Regions from separate parts of the Cricetulus griseus genome. Here region 1 is linked to region 2. A link is a contact called in public Hi-C data. All regions are on one chromosome and are shown on one strand. The core of a region is the stretch at or near the end of the contact, and the rest is flanking DNA. Distances in the headings are between cores, read along the strand shown.

Region 1 (4,562 bases), core at 307-2,806, 300 kb after region 2:
GACTTTTAGAAGCATTTACTTGAGTCTTTTGAAAGAAGTGACACTAGGGATCTGCCATTCATGGGATAGGTAAGCCCCAAGAGGTGGCTTTTTTTTTTTTTTCTTCCTGCAGTGAGGTGGCTTTTCTGATCATCTGGACTTCCATGTGCAGGAGTGTCTGTAGATCAAGCATTTGTGAAACGACTGGCCAGAGCTGAGGAAATGGTCCGTGGCCAAGATGACTGGGGTCTCAGTGGTAGACGTCCCTAACCACCTTGGCCAAATAGCTAGGCTACAAAAGAGGCAGACAAACTCTAGCAATATAGACATACAGGCTGCAGTCGGTGCACAAAATAACCCTATGTTGACACAAACAAACTGCCTTCACCATTTTGACTGTCAGGTAGTCAAGAAAATATTTAAGTCAGTCAAGAAGCAGTCAAATCGGCCAGCAAGCCTGTCTGCTTTTCCCCTTTCCTCTAACTGTACTCTGCCTCCCTATTTCCCTGGCTCACGTTTTAGAAGCAGGCACGTTTGCCTGCCAGACGAGGATGCTTTCTTTTTCACTGAAACTTAATGAAATAGCTGTTACATCATATAAATTCACTTCCTTAACACTATGTGTCAGACTATCAAATCAGTTAAGGAAAATCCTCATCTTTTTTTCTCTTTGAAATTACAGATGGGCTGGTTGGGTTCCAAATTCAGTGAGTTCATATCGCCATCTAGTGTTCAAAACAGGATTGTCCTCACAACAGCGGAGACAAGGCAAGGCTGCAAAAGGCAAGTCTTTCTGGGCTTTTTGGAAGGCTCATTTGGGCTAACGTTTTTCGGTTTGGGGCTACTTCTCACAGTTAGTTTGATATTTGTGTTTTGATAGAATACCACACTTCTGAGAGAAACTGTTGGTTAAGTTTACCTTGAAAACAATGGTTCCTTTTCTCAGAGTGTAGGGATGAAATGATCTCCCAGGTCAAACCATACCGTGGAAGTAAATGACAAAGTTCATCTTAGGACAAAGCAAATGTCCTGCTATCGGAAAAAGAGGAAGAGAAACTAAGATCCGAGCAGGGGCTCCATCTTACTCCATGTTTCTGAAATAGTATTTGAGTCTTATGGGAAGGAGATAGGAAGCCAAGGAGAAAAAAAGTAAAACTCCCAGATGGGGAAAATACTTTGTTTCCATTCAAAGTGGGCAAGCCCAAGACTGATTGTTTCAACCTTGGTGACCCTCCATGCTTGTAGAAAACCTGCACTGGTTATTTTTAGAAGTGAATTCACATTTGTTGAATAAAATACACGCAGAATCTTTGCTGATGAAGGCACAGACTGTGGGATACTTGCAATTTTTAGAACTGCAGCTAACAAGATTTTTCTGTTTCTTCGCACATTGAAGAGTTAAAGGCACTGTCATTTCACTTCCTAGGCACATCGTGGTGGATCTGGGGTCCCATTTTACTGCTACAGCGAGTGGCAGAGCTTGCTTTCAGTTTGTCTCAGAACTTCCATAGGGCTGAGCTCGGTCCTTCCTGGTAGAGTTCTGTAACAGAGAGGCAGTGAGACAAGAAGTGAGGACAGGAAATGGGCAAAAGAGGAGGTAGGAAGAGCCACACCCAAGGGGACTCAGAGTGCCTGCCAGCCACAGGCTGTGAAGGGCGCTTTATGCAAAGTTATAAACCAAGCTTTTTAACCCATACAGTTACAGTTCCCCACAGAATGCAAAACTCATTGCCACTCAGTAAACATAATAAACTCTAGATAAAAATTGCCACGGAATTGACAAAAATTCAGAATACAGATGATTTATTATAATGAGCAACTTTGTATCGATTACAACTCATATACGATCCATTTTAAAAATTTTCCTATCTATCCTAATTCATTTTGGGTAATTTTATAAACATTGCTAGCGATTCAAACCTATATTTTATAATTACTTGCAACAAATAATTGGCATGTATTTGTAATATGGTAAACTATAAGTGACATTTTTGGGTGATCATTGTGGACTATTGTTCTACTTAAAAAGTAGCTTTCTCATTGGAAATGTTCTGAAGGTGATGATGACCTTCTGAGGAAATCTCGCCCTTGAAGCCTCACATTTCTGTGGATTGAAAAGCTCCCTTAAATTTGAACTATTTATGACTTAATCTCCCTGTACTCCAAGCTCATCTGGCCTTACTGGGAAGCAATCACTGCCTCATGGCTGAAGCTGCGGTGCCAGAGGTGGTAAGGCTCATGCTGACAGCCCTGCCTGGCTGCCACAGGCTGCTGCAGTATTCCTTGCCCTTGGAAAAGAGCTCCATAAAGAGCAAGAGAAAGGCATGCTGTACACCCAGTTTGCCAGTTTGCATATTTCCCCACACCCCCACAGTATGGGTAGCTGTGGGAGAGCTCACAGCTTTGGCATTGTTATGGGCTTTGAACCAATCTTTTTTTTTTTTTTTTTTGAGGCCATTTTATTGGGTGGGTTCCTGTGGGCATTACTTTGAGGAGTACTGGGAAAAGATATTTTTTCTTTGTTTTGGTTTTCTAATAACAACAAATCATGAATTAATTTGCTACACACGGAAGCTAAACAAAGGAAAACAATCCTTGGGGAATTAGCTTTGAAAAGGGCTGGCAGCCAGAAGGCAGAAAACATTTGCCACCGAAGTTAGAAGAATGTCTGTTTGACTGGGTTTCCTTCTTTGTCATTCAGATTTTGTGTGCTGTGGCTTCTTGCCTTTGCTGGCACAAAAATAAGTCTGTCCACACTCTGGCAACCCTTCTTCCAGAAGTCTTGGTCCACCAGTGACAAAACTTCCCTTTACGGTAAGTGTAGGTTTAGGGTGGCTGGACTGGCAGAGACAGAGACAACTGGTGACAAATGAGTTGCTTATACAGAGAGCTGGTGTTCTGGGGCAAGGTTTGGGAGGTGGGCACTGAGCAAGTGTATGTTCTGGAACAAAAGCATCAGCTATTCAAGTTGTGGATTTTTTTTTCTGCTTTCTGGAAAATATCATCAGGCTTTTGTCTTCTTAGAACGTTCCTAGGACATTAACAAAATAAGCAAACCATCGGCACTTGCCATTTTAACACTTGATTGTATGTATCCATGTCACTCTGGCTTCTAGAAAGTCACTCAGCTCGCCACAGCTGGAGAAGGTAGCCTGTGCTGGACAGCTCTGTGTGGAACGAATGAACTTACAAAACATAACATCAATAGAGTAAAAGGACCCAATAAGATTAAACTAAGGTGGAGACAGCAAGGGATGATGGCACACACTATCTCAGTCCCCATCAGAGGTGGCATAACTACCACGAGTGAGCAATTGGTACCGGTATCTGCATGGGTACCAAGCCATGTATGTGTCCGGTCACATGTTCTTTCTTAGTGATATATTAGATTTATTTTCTCAATCAAAAAAGATCAATTTCCCTCTTTTTAAAAATAAAAAGTATTTTCTTTACTGCGTAAAAGAAATATCGAAAAGTAGATGATAATTTGAAAGGGAATTTCAATCAACATTGGTTCAGTTTCAGGTCTAGTCTAATTTCATGTGTGCTTGTATTATAGAACGGTAATGAATTGATCTGTGGGAGGCTTTCGTTGGAATGGTAGGGCAGGGGAAAACTTCTGACAATGTGAAACAAGAGAAGATCACTTATTTTTTATATCCCTTCCTTTTTCCATCTTTCTTCTGTACTGACAGTTTTGTGGAAAATAATCATTCACCTGGAAGTTTTCTTCCTATTAAAATAATCGCTGAGATAGGGAATCCTGCCTAAAATAGCCCAGTGAGGGAGGTGATGCTGGGGCATGTTTGGAGGAACATGCTATCTTCTTGGCTTCAGGTTTGCAGGTGAGAGCTGAGTGTTACAAAGCAAAGGGAAAGGGAAAGCAAAAGCAAGGACAAAAAGGAAAGCTTTGCAAATGCCCTCTTAAAGGACAACCGGTGATTGAAGAGTGGAAAACTGACAGTGCCATGGACTTGGCAAATGGAGGTCCACCAGGAAAGTGCCAGATCAAAATGGAAAAATGGAGAATCTGGTCCAGCACTGGCAGAACCCACACCTTGCACACACAGTACACACACAATCAAGAGGAACTGGACTGCAGAAAGCCAAGAGGTTCCTCTTCAAAATGCATCCAAGTAAAGGTTTCTCTTCATTGAGGAAAGACTGGCACCCTGAGTTACATTGTAATGATAATTATAGATATATCTGATGTGTTGATGAAAATAAAACTCCTATTTGTTTGGTAAGTACCATGGACTGGAAGGTTGTGCTATCCAAAGTTCCTATGATGAAACCTTAATTCCCAGTGTGATGATATCTAATGGTGAGGCAGGCCTTCAGGCGACAACTAGTAGAAGATGACATCATGAATGTGAGCCTCCATGATATTACTATCTTGTTACGTCTCTGAGGGGCCTCAAGCTAAGTGAAATAAGTCAGAGACAAGCCAATGACTGTATGATCTCATGTATATGTGGGTCTTATAGCAACAGCAATTACAAAGGTGGTTACCAAAGGCCAAGGATAGGGTAGGGTGGAAAATGGAAGACCTGAGCAAACTGTACATAATTTCACTTAGACTA
Region 2 (5,300 bases), core at 1,752-4,251:
TCAAGAAGACTAGACCTTCCCCCCCCCAGTGGCAAGGTTCTCTCTCAAAGGAGAATTATTTTTAATATTACTTCATCATTCTTCTTCAGGGAACAGCTTTTTCCCCTCATAAGTTTCTTTCCTTATGGAGAAATTACATTTATGCCAAAACTGGTATGTAACATCTGTTTTGGGTTAGTTTATGGAGAAATGGTTTTGGGTATAAATACTGCTGATAATTTTTTTCTTGTGTGGGGCCTGCAGATCTATATGAAAAACAAACAAACAACCCCCCAAGATGTGGTTAAGAAATGAGAGGTTTTAAGCATGATATCCAAACACTATTTATAATGAAGTTAATCTGCTTTGTAATATATGTGTTGCCTGGCAATTATGTATAAATAATGGGTTGTTCATACAAGGGACTGTAATTAATGTATATCATGGAGCTAAAGCAGCAATTGGGAGCAAGCTCAGAGGAGATGAATGGGAAAGCAGTTAGAGCTGCATTCTGCTCTTAAGTTTCCTGGATCAGAGGAGCCTCCTTGGGCAGTTTCTTTTGCTTTTCCATTAGCGTTTGCTTCAGGCCAGGAGGCTGGTGGCTGGGAATAACCTTGTCCACCCACAACAAAGGTGATATAAATTTAGAAAGAAAAATGTATAGTGTCTTTTGTTTTGACCCTCTTCTCAGTCTTTGAAACTCTATATACTATTTATCTGTAGCCATAAAGCCTTTACAAGTGGAAAAATACTGCATGTTAGAGTATTTTAATTCTTTGGACATCATATAACACCAGAGGTATTCTTCCTAGAGAAAGTCTTTGCAGTCACTGAGGATGTTTGAGCTAATTTCTGCACAATTTCACCAGCGTGTTAGCAGACCTCAGATACATTTCCATGATTGAGCCAACAAGATTTGCTCAATATGTTGAATTTGGTGTATGAGAGGAAGATAGGTTGAAGTATTCACTCACTGTTCATTAAGTATCTTGTTTGCTTATCAGTAGACTATTTATTCTGCAGATAAATTGTTGGTGTGCTTAAATTGGTCTATTGTACAAGGTACTGATCAATCTACATTTTCTAATATGCTAATATCGAAAATAGCAAGAGCAAGCTATGAACCATGCATCTAGTCCCACGCTGAATTCTGCCTTAAAGATGTCTGTTAATTTTTCTATAAGCTATGACAATTCAAATGACATTGTTTCTACGAGTGATTTGGTGGGACATGACCATTTGATTTGGTTCAAATTTCAACATACTGGCTTCATCCTATCTTTCTCTCATACACCACATTCAATATGCCAGCAAATTTTGTTGACTTGATCTTGGAAATATATCTACGGTCTGCTAGCAACTGGTCTCAGCCTGACTGATATATATTTCAGGGACCATTATTATTATCCTTTTCCAACTACTAGTCCCTCCATCCTGCAGTGTATTCTCCACAGTGCTGTTTTCTCTCAGCTTCCTCCTGTAATGGCTTTCCATTTCATTGAAAATAACGGATAAGAGTTCAAAATTCTACACCTATCCCTTCTCTGGTATCTCACCCCCTCTTACTCCATCAGCTACTGTCCCTTGCTCACGGGATTCTGCCTACATTAATTTCTTGGCTGTTTCTCCATCATGGCAAACCCACTTCCACACAGGTAACTTTGCCTTTTCTGTACAAAACAGTCTATCTCCGGACAGTCACATGACTCCTTTTCTTACTTCAACAGGCCTCTGCTCAATTGCCAAGTGGTTTTCCCAGATACATATATTTAAAGAAGCCCCACCCCCACACTTTATTTCTTTATGACTTGTCAGCAGATATAAAGGACATTGAGTATTTTGAACTTTCTCATTGAAGTTTTATGAAAACAGGACTCATGCATGTGGGTTCGTCACTCATCAGTCGTTTTAGAACTCCATCTGGCACATTTGAGTAGTTTATACCACTTGCACCAAAGGTCTCCTCTTGGAATCTTAATTTTCTTTCTAAAATTAAAGTTTGTAATTTTTCTGTAATTATACTTCACACAGGCACACTTGTGGTATATGTGCCACATTGCAATGCGGATGCCAGAAAACGACATGTGGGAAGTCACTTCCCTCCCATCTCGTGGGTCCTGGGAATCAAATTCAGGTCATCAGGCTTGGTAGTAAGGGCCTTTACCTCCTGAGCCATCCAGCTGGCCTAAAACTATCTAAATCCTAATTCCATCGTTTAAACATATTTGAGCTATCATCCCGATTTTGGCTCTACTTTCTTTGGGGGAATGAAGCCAGAGAAAGACGTAGTGATACCGAATGGCTAGGCTCAGGGCTCAAACGCTGCTGTATTTCATTTCTAAGATGAGCCATTAAGGCTGCTCTTAAGACAAAGACCTTGACAACTGGAAGTTAAATGACTGGCCGGCCACTCAAAAGACCAGAATCCAGGCACGACAGACTCTACACTGCCTCCTAGCTGGATACCACAGTAGTTCAAATCTGGATAGTGAAACAGTAGGAATCAAAGCATTGCTTTTTTCAGCAGCTCCATGTAATAGAGGCAGACCCATATCGCAAACATGTGACGTGTAAAATATATTTACGCAATGTAACATATCTGTAATTCCACTTTAAAAGTATGCCCGTATCTCAAAGATCCTGCATATCGTAGCAAGTAGTTCAACTTTCGCAAGCGTCCTGAAAGGCATTCCCAGTGCTGGGACGTTAAAGTCAAGGTTGGCTTAGCCAGACTCGAGGAAAACTCTCGTTTCCTTGCACGGACACGGTGTAGAGGCAGCTTAAATCAGTAGGTAAAAGAGAATGGGATTAAAACACGGTGATGTGGAGGCAGGGGCCCAGGCCATAAGCCAGGCACACCCCAGTTCTCTGGAAAGCGGCGGCGTGGGTCCGGAGCAGGGTGCGGGCGCGGGGAGGGGCCTGCGGCGGCCCGCCCTCTCCTCGGGGATGCCGGGATGTTTACCCTCCTGACAGCCGCGGCCGCGGGAGGAGGAGCGGAGCCGGGAGGATGGGCCGCCGCTAGGCTCGCAGTGGTGAGCGCCGGCCGAGCGGGGTGGGAGCCGGTGCCTGCAGCGGCGCGGGCAGAGGCGATCGGTCCGGGGTCCCGCAGCCCGCAGCCCTGCAGCCCGCGTGGACCGAGCTGTCCCGCTGTCCCGGTGAGTCTGCACGGCCCGGCCGGGTGGGGCCGGTGCTGGGAGCGGGCGGGCCGCGTGGAGCCTCCGGCTCGGGTGCCTCGGAGGTCGGGCTGGGCCGTCTGCAGCTGGTGGAGGGCGGTGCAGGCCGCTGGCGGCGGGAGATCGGCTCCCAGGCTCCGCGACCCCGGGGGAAGCTCCGCTGCGGTGGTGGCGGCGGCAACAGGTCTCCGAGCTGGGACAGGAGGAACTCCAGCTAAGACCCGCCTCCGGGCCGATCTCATTGGTCACCGTGGCTATTTACCGCTCGCGGATTGGCTCAACCGATTCGGCTGCAGCCTAGTTTAGAAAAGTGAAGTTCACCGACCTGGGAGTCAGGGTGGCGGGGCAGCAGGGTCGGGAACCGATCGGGACCGATCCCGGGCTGGGATGCAGCAAAGGATGAGCTGAGTCACAAAGTGGGCCTAGTGAAGTTAGAGGGCAGTGGAGGATGCTGCCGAGCAATGCCGGCTGCAGCCGCCTGCCTGGTGCTGGAGGCCTTGGAAGACCCACAGCGGATGCTTTTACGGACTCACATATTGTACTCACATTGCCTTTGCCCTAGCTACATGCTAAGAACATATTTATTTTAGAGCAAGATATATGTATTTACAATTCTGGTGACGGAACTGAATATAGAAAAAGCAGTATAGAGATGAAATGGCTTTTTTTTTTCTCTTTGAGGTTACTAATATTAAAGGTTGTAATTTAAAAAGAGACCCGTAGTTTGTGGAGTGTTGTTAAGACCCACTCTTTAGTTTCTCCTGCAAGGAATCTGCAGTTCCCAACAGGCATGTTACCTGCAGCCGTTCACGATGATGATTTTTAATAGGTTGCTTTACAGAATTATATTCAGAATATGTGTATAATGACTCTGTTGTCTTCTGGACGACGGGATGTTCGCATGACCCAAGAGAGCCTTAGTACTCACATAAAAAATGTATAATCTGTTTGGGACAACCGGACAAACTCAGAAAATAGTGAATAAAAATAGTTAAGCCTGCAGTGCTTTGTCGAATTTTTGCTGGTATTCATGACTGCAGTATTTCGTGACGGCCAGTGCACTTGATTTAATTAGCATGCAACCTAAGTAGTTATTTTATCTTCACAGCTCTCTTCTACACTTTGAGGGATCCGATCCATAATTTGATCTTACATCCCAAACCAAACCGTTGCATTCACTGATGTTGGAGGTTTGGAAAAACTTTACTTCTTAGAGGGGCTGTAAAGTGTATGGGAGCGGGGGGGCGAGTGAAGGGCTTGTGGAGAAAGAGGAGAAGGGACTCTGGGATGGAGTGGAGGGGAATCGGGGACCCAGTGAGCCTGCAGTCCTCAGATTCCGCTCTAAGGTGGGAGACCCCGCCCTTTAGAGCACTGACAGCCATCGCAGCCAATGGACGGGGAGGACACCCGGCCGTAACCCAGGAGGGCGGGTACTTCCTACCGCTGCCCTGGACTGGAAGAAGAAGGCCAAGTTTCTCAGAGGATGTGGGCCTGTGGAAAGAAGGGCCGATGCTCACAGTCTTGTGAAATCAGCGCATAAAAATAGAGGGAGGGGGCTCTTGTTTCCTTTTCGCCCTTTGTTAACTTTCAAGATTCGGGTTCAGTTTGAAGTCACCGCTTCCACCGAAACCAAAGTAGATAAAAAACGAACCTGGTCAGCAAATTAAATATAGTCTGTGACTGATTGGGGCTTTACCCCGAGATCGTCTGAAACTGAAAACCAAGAACTGCCAGAAGAAACCTTGGTAGACACTTTCATGGCAGTTTGGCAGTCTTACTATGGTTAAGACAGTCCTGAGTTTAAAAAAGTCAAACAGACAAATAGACCTATTTTGTAAACTACTACTGAAGTGTGTTTATCTGGATAATACCTGTCTCACACCACTCCTTTCCCACAGACACGTTTTCTTGGCTGGACTCTTAGATGATTTCTCTCCAGTAGTAAAACAGAAGGAACCCCCCCCCCCCCCCCCATGAAGGCTGCACACTAGTGGAGTAGGGGAGCAGAGGCCGCATGGCTGGCATGCCCTTCCTTACTAAATTAAAAACCAGCATTGCAGTTTAAAATAAGCCGAAGTGCAGAGCAGTTCCACTCTGTAAATAAGTACTGCCAGCACTCTTCTCCCCCTTCCGGCCTTCTGGTGATTG

What was found. A called contact is a pair of places that touch in the nucleus more often than the background predicts.
Region 1: a contact with region 2 is called in a Hi-C map of the CHO-K1 cell line, with 5 times the contacts expected there. The contact joins the enhancer-like site here to the promoter of Nek7 in region 2. A contact is called at or near these places in 3 of 8 Hi-C or Micro-C datasets (the CHO-K1 cell line and fibroblasts).

Annotation. Positions count from the first base shown.
Region 1 is chr5:50,989,460-50,994,021 of CriGri-PICRH-1.0, forward strand. LOC113835904 reads left to right here. Exons shown (of 4, transcript XM_027417460.2): 2 at 662-762; 3 at 2,681-2,793. The coding sequence starts at 662. Among named protein-coding and RNA genes, the nearest start is that of Atp6v1g3, 56 kb to the right of the region's middle. Within about 2 kb of position 1,557, at least 3 of the 6 cell types and tissues checked have open chromatin away from gene starts, as enhancers often do. A contact at or near this core is called in the CHO-K1 cell line, where this site is marked.
Region 2 is chr5:50,689,700-50,694,999 of CriGri-PICRH-1.0, forward strand. It overlaps Nek7 (serine/threonine-protein kinase Nek7), which reads left to right and starts at 3,002. Exons shown (of 10, transcript XM_027417458.2): 1 at 3,002-3,134.